Regions from separate parts of the Mus musculus genome. Here region 2 is linked to region 1. Evidence: chromatin contacts called from public ChIA-PET data. All regions are on one chromosome and are shown on one strand. Each heading gives the region's core, a stretch centred on a gene start, on an enhancer-like site or on the middle of the called end of the contact. The rest is flanking DNA. Distances are from core to core; before and after follow the strand shown. Region 1 has its middle 42 kb from the start of Fchsd2. Region 2 overlaps Fchsd2 (FCH and double SH3 domains 2).

The links. ChIA-PET counts read pairs in DNA pulled down with a chosen protein or histone mark.
Region 2: an H3K27ac ChIA-PET map of liver shows a contact between it and region 1, with 4 times the contacts expected there. The contact joins two enhancer-like sites. A contact is called at or near these places in 1 of 15 datasets of contacts at CTCF or cohesin (CD8 T cells), 1 of 484 Hi-C or Micro-C datasets (MC3T3-E1-derived osteoblasts), 5 of 115 datasets of contacts at active chromatin or transcription factors (bone marrow-derived macrophages, embryonic stem cells, fibro-adipogenic progenitors and 2 more) and 2 of 9 other capture datasets (adipose tissue and pancreatic islet).

What each region holds. Positions count from the first base shown.
Region 1 is chr7:101,065,390-101,068,653 of GRCm38.p6, forward strand. No RefSeq gene overlaps it. Among named protein-coding and RNA genes, the nearest start is that of Fchsd2, 42 kb to the right of the region's middle. Within about 2 kb of position 1,387, at least 96 of the 459 cell types and tissues checked have an H3K27ac peak or open chromatin away from gene starts, as enhancers often do. A contact at or near this core is called in liver, where this site is marked.
Region 2 is chr7:101,184,610-101,187,636 of GRCm38.p6, forward strand. It overlaps Fchsd2 (FCH and double SH3 domains 2), which reads left to right. Exons shown (of 20, transcript NM_001146010.1): 5 at 1,779-1,923. Among named protein-coding and RNA genes, the nearest start is that of Gm50587, 72 kb to the right of the region's middle. Within about 2 kb of position 1,357, at least 11 of the 459 cell types and tissues checked have an H3K27ac peak or open chromatin away from gene starts, as enhancers often do. A contact at or near this core is called in liver, where this site is marked.

The DNA.
Region 1 (3,264 bases), core at 137-2,636:
GATGGTCCTGGTCTGTTTGTGTGTCACCATGGCACAAGCTAGAGTTTTCTGAGAGCGAGGGACCTCTAAGCAGCTCTGTAGGGCATTTTCTAGATTAATGATTGATGTGGGAGGACCTAGTCCACTGTGGCCATGCCACACCTGACCAGTGGGTGCAGGTAGCCTACGAAAGCAGATGGACACCTAGTTTGGTAGCACATGCCTTTAATCTCAGTACTCAGAAGGTGAGGCACAGGGATGTGTGTGAGTTCCAGGACAGCCAGAGCTACATAGAGGGACCATGTCTCAGAAAAAAACAACAACTACAAAAAGAAAGCAGGCAGAGCAAGCTGTGGGGAACAAACGACAGCAACGGTCCTCCATGGCCTCTGCTTCAGTTCCTGCCTCCAGGTTCCTTGTATTCCTGCCCTGACTTGCCCTCAGGACAGACTAAAGACTGTAAGCTGGAATAAGCCTTTCCTGCCCAACTTGGCTTTGGTCATTCTGTTTATCACAGTGATAGAAAGTAAGCATAAATAAATAAATAAACAAAGCTTGAGTGTGGCAGGAAATGGTCTATCTTGAGAGACAGGCCCCCAGCTTGAAGCTGGACCCTGCTATTGATGCACCAGATGGCCTAAGACATGCCCCTCTCCCTTTAGACTTCAATCTTCCCATCCCTGAAACTGCAGCAGGCTCTGAAGCCCCTTTAGCTACGATGATCTGGGTCCAAGGTTCCTACAGTGTCATATTCCCAGGTAGAGCTCCTGAGTCTGGGCTACCTGTCTGCTTGCTCATATCAACTGTCTCAGCTCTCGCCCTCTCCCTGTCAGAACTTCTGGACTTCGCCCTCACAGTCTCTACTTCCTCGCCTTATCCAAGACCAAAGAGGCTTGAGACTGTTCCCCGGTTGCTCTTCTTAGCACTGAGTATCTTAGAGTCTCTCTAGAAGCTTCTCCTTAGAAGTCTTAGGGTTTTCTCCTCCAGGAGCCCATTCACTTCACTTAATACATTGGATACTTGGGGACATGCCTATCCCAGCACATGGGGAGTGGGGAGAGATCCAGCGTGGCTCTTATGTGAGTTCCAGGATAGCCAGAACTACATAGTGAGATCCTGTTTCACCTTGCCCCCTACAAACAACACTTGTCAGAGGAGTTCCCTGAGCAGTGGTGAGTACTGTGGGCACATGTTCTCATTCCCCTGCCTCTGAGAAACCCCTTTTAAAGAAGCTCTGTAGAAACACACAGTGCAGATTGGAGAACAGGAACAGAGAAATTTAGCATGTTGCTTGTCCTTGGAGATGTATCCAGAGAACTAAAGCATTCTGAGCTCTGGAATAAGAGGAAGAAGGTGGCCCTGCTGGGTTGGTCTGGTCTTGCCCAATAGGCAAAGGGTAGAGTCACACTGTCATACCCACGTGTACACACAAGCAGCTACCTGGAGGCAGTGACAGACTAGTAAGCAGGCTCCTGAAAGCAACGTTACAAAACTTGGCCAGCTGCTGCCTTCAATCAGAGAGAGGGCTGCTCAAGTGGGAAACCTGGTTTACCCTGCTGGACCTCCATCAGGGCCTGCCCCATCTGGACTTTAGTCTCCTCCTGGAGACTCAGCCAGACACAGAACTCAAAGCTGCCCCATCCATCAGGAAATAAGAAAAGGTCTAAGTAGGTGTAGCTAGGCAGCCCCCTAGAGTAGGGGTTCCTCTGATCACCTTCAAGCCAAGCCCAGTTGCCCACAGAAGTCTATACACTCATCAGCACACAAGTGTCCCTAGGGGCAGGGGTTGAGTCATCTTGAACTCCAGGGCCCATTTTAGGACTTGGCAAAATACAGACACTTTAAAAGTTCCTTCACTCTCTGCCCTATTTCGAGTCTTCCCAGCACTGACCCATCAGGGCTGTAGCAGGACCTCCTTCCAACAGAAACAAAGAGGCCTTAGAGTGGGCAGTCCCTGGCTCCAGGGTGGAATGCTAACGTTAGTCCAAAGCAGATCCTGAGGGGAGCAGAGCTGCAGATCTATGGATAAAGCCTTGACAGGCCCTGATTCCTTTGTTTCTGTCCAAATCCCTACATGATTCCCGGGCCCCAGCATATAGTCAGCCTTCGGCTGGCTAGATATAAGGTATTCAGCCGAAGTGCTAGGACTTTCTGCTTCCCCCTCCTTGGGTACTTTCCTTCACTCTGCCCTAGGAACTCAACAGGCTCTGAAGGTCATGGGCCACAGAACACCAACGTGACCTTTACTCAACAAGCTCCAGCTATGGAAAGGATAAAGGCCACTGTTCTCTACCTGGTGACTGTCACATGCTGGATTTCCTGTGAAGCACATCACAGATGCTACACATCCACACAGGACACTGGAGGAGTTAAGAGTCAAGATGTGGCTCTATTCACTGCCCCTGCACTAGACCAGTGTCACCAAAACAGCTGGGGCCAATGAGTGCATCATTACATATGCAAACCGAGATGATGCTTCCCCACACAGAAGTGAGGTCTTTTGGACACAGGTCTCACTATGGAGTGTTAGTTGGCCTAGAACTGACTGGCTTTGAACCCACAGAACTCTTCCTGATGCTGCCACCCATGTGCTAGGATTGACAGCTATGGCTACTGTTCACAGCTTTTGTATAAGCCATAGAGTAGAGAGGTTTTTGTGGGTTCCTTCCCCTTCACAGTCTCTCTTCAGGAACTCCCCCATAAGACAAGTCTTTTCTTCTAAAAGTACCGAATCCAGTTTTCTCTTCATTTGGATCCTCACCTAGGCTACAGACTCCTAGTTCTGTTTGGGGGACTCTCAACCATTCCCCCTTTTTTCTTGGCTCCTCTTTCTTACAGTAGTATATTTGACTCTGCCATGCTACCCTGGACCACTATTTATAACTGATTGATTGATTGACTAGTTGTTGATTGATTGATTGATTGATTGAGACAGGATCTCACTATGGAGCCCATGATGGCCTGGAATTTGCTATGTAGTTCAAGCTCAGAGATCTTCCAGCCTCTGTTCTTTAAATGGCTTGGATAAAAGATATTACATCACCACACCCAGTGACTTTACTTTTTACTTTAATTTTTTAAATTTTTAAAACTTTTTATTGATTCTTTATGAATTTCACATCATGTACTCTGTCTTAAAGTTTTATTGCTGTGAAGAGACACCATGACCAAGGCAAGGCTTATAAAAGAAAACATGTAATTGGGGCTAGCTTACAGTTTCAGAGGTTCAGTTCATTATCATCATGGTAGGAGCATGGCTGTGTGCAGGCAGACATGGCTCTGAAG
Region 2 (3,027 bases), core at 107-2,606, 120 kb after region 1:
GCATGTTGGTGCATCCTTATAATTCCCAACACTCTGAGAGGCTGAGGCCAGAGTACTGTGGCAAGTGTGATGTTGGGTTGAGCTTCATAGTGAATTTTGGGCTAGCTAGGGTTACAGAATGAGACCCTGTTCCAAAATATCAAACAAACAGATCTAGAACTTAAGCCCAAGTGTCTGGCTGGTATCTAAATTCTATGCCTTTCATAGCAGGAACCTCATTGTCCAGGGTATGATTGCTAATAGAAATCTAGTAATTTCAAAGCATGTTTTTTAGTGAGAAGACCTGTCTTTATTGTACATTTCGTATGAAATGTGTATATATTCATTCATGAATTCCTTTTTAAATCTGATACATACTATTCTGTTTGCAACACAGTTGTCCACAAGCACATCACTCCGCTTCTTTCATGGAGTTTTCACTTCATAGGAAAATTAATTTTTCTATAATTAAGCAGTGTTATACAAATACTTGTTTTTAGCTGGTATGTGGTGGCACACACCTTTAATTCCAGCACTTGGGAGACAGTAGCTGGTGGATTTCTGCATTTAAGTTCAGCCTAGTCTCCAGAGCAAGTTCCAGGACAGCCAGAACTACACAGAGAAACTCTGAAATTTTTTTTTCTTCAATGTTGAGGAAAAATATCTGTTATTTGACTGTATGGTAGTTTATGAGTCCTATCAATTGTCAGGCAGGGAGACCATGGAAGACTGCTGTATTAACTCCATTCATGATTTTATGCTTATGCAATACAGTGAATCTTGCAAAGAAGCAAGTATATGCTCATATCTAAACCAGGTGAATATACTATATGGAGTAATACCTAAGACTCATTGGTTGAAGATCATTGTTTATCAAGCTTTTGGTTTGTTCTTGATTTGTTTTAGATTGGCTTGGCTTTTTGAGACAGTGTCTCATGTGGCTATGGCTGACTAGGAATTTGCTGCCTAGACCAGAATGACCTCAAACTAGCTTGGGTTTTTCTTTTTCTGTCTCAATACTATCATCTGTTTATATCTTATATATATTGTATAATCCTGTCATTGTCATAGAAAAATTATTTTAGATATGAGGGGAATTCAGAAAGTAAATCTATCAGTTTTAGTGTATGTCATTTAAAAAATGAAGTGCCATTTATTCTTATAAGTTATAAAATATGCTTATAATGGAAGAAAACTCTAGAACTGACTAAAGCTTTTGGTAAATTAGAGAAAAAATGGTTTGAAACAGAAGTTGGCTTAAACAAAAAAAAGTAAAAGATGACTAAATTGACTTTACCAAGAGGTTCTCAGCACAGTATCAGGCAGGGTGTGAGATTTGCTCAGAGCAACTCCAGAGCAGTGTCATGCTGGCCAGGCATGTCACAGCAGAGACAGATGCAGAGCACTGCCACTGGCTTCTTTCTGTCTCAGGCACATAGTGGTCTGTACAGTTTTTCTGGCTGAATAGGCAGTGTAGTTGAAAGAGAATGCGCTTTAGAGGAGTCCAGACTTCATCTTCATTTCAGTGCAGCACATTCTTGAGCGACCTAGTTATCCTCTAAGTCTGAGCCTTATTCACCTTATCTGTAAAATAGGAAATTACCCACAATGAAGGAATATCATTTGTTCATGACATTGAAAGTCCACAACACTCACTCATTTTATAGTTTCATTTTGTCTCAAACTGTAATGTTGCTGTTCTACTTCATTATTAATAACAGACAACTAAAATCCCTTACTACAACTACAATCCCTTATTCTTCCCTGCCTAATACTTGTCTATCCCTCTTTGAATTTAGGAGTATGTATCCTGTTTGGAAATCTTTTCTCGAGGGAACAATGCAGGTAGCCCAGTCTCGGATCAATATATGTGAAAACTATAAAAACTTCATTTCTGAACCTGCAAGAGCAGTAAGAAGCTTAAAAGAACAGCAACTAAAACGGGTATTGTTTCTATTTTCTTTCTTCTGTTATATGTATTTTAATATTTATAATCAGTAAGATTATGCTAAATTACATTTAAAATTTAGGACTTTTAAACATTCACAAATGTTCCTGGGTAGCATTTTACCAGGATTTTTCAACATGTGCCTTTTTTGTTTGTTTTATTTTATCTTTTTGAGACAGGGTTTCTCGATTTAGCTCTGGCCGTTTTGGAAATTGCTCTTATAGACCAGGGCCTCACAATCACAGAAGTCTGCCTGCCTCTGCCTACTGAGCGCTGGGACTAAAGGTGTGCGCCACCACTGCCCAGATCCACGTGCTTTTTAACTGAAATGTTTTGTTAGCTGATAAAGTTGAATATAATCTAAATTTGTAGAAATTTAGAATGCTCAATAAATACTTCTTGGGAATAAGGCTTATGCCAGGCACCACTTATGCTGGGGTTGGTGGTGCACACTTTAAATTCCAGCACTTTGGAAAGAGACTGAACAGATCATTGTGAGTTCAAGGCCAACCTGGTCTATGTAGCAAGTTCTAGGCCAGATAGGCTTATAGAGTAAGAACATTTAAATAGCTCAAGTAAATATAGATACATAGTTTTACAGTATGATTTGATGTGTGTTAAAGTATTTACATTTTTATCCCATTAAGTCTTGAAAAAGTTTCATTAATTAGTCTTAATTTCAAGTTGGGCCATTTTGGGAAACTCAAAAGAAATTGACACATTTTGCCTAATATACTAGTAACTTTAATTTTTGGAAGTTAGTATACCCAGAATGGTGGTACACACCTTTAAACCCAGCATTTGAGATACATAGGCACATGGATCTTTACCAGTTTCAGACCAGCCTGGTATACATAGTGAGTTCCAGGCCAGCCAGAGCTACATAAGATTCTATCTCACATGTTGCCTCTAAAAAAGACCAGTGACTAGTCTAAGAGTAGCTGGATATTGTGATACATACTTACTATTCAGGAGGCCAAAGCAGGGACATTGCAAATTTGAGGCCTGTCTAAATTACAAAGCCAAATTGAAGACTGAGCTATCAAATATGAAAAATACTCTGTTTCAGAAAAAAAGATTAATTATATATGCATAAGTAA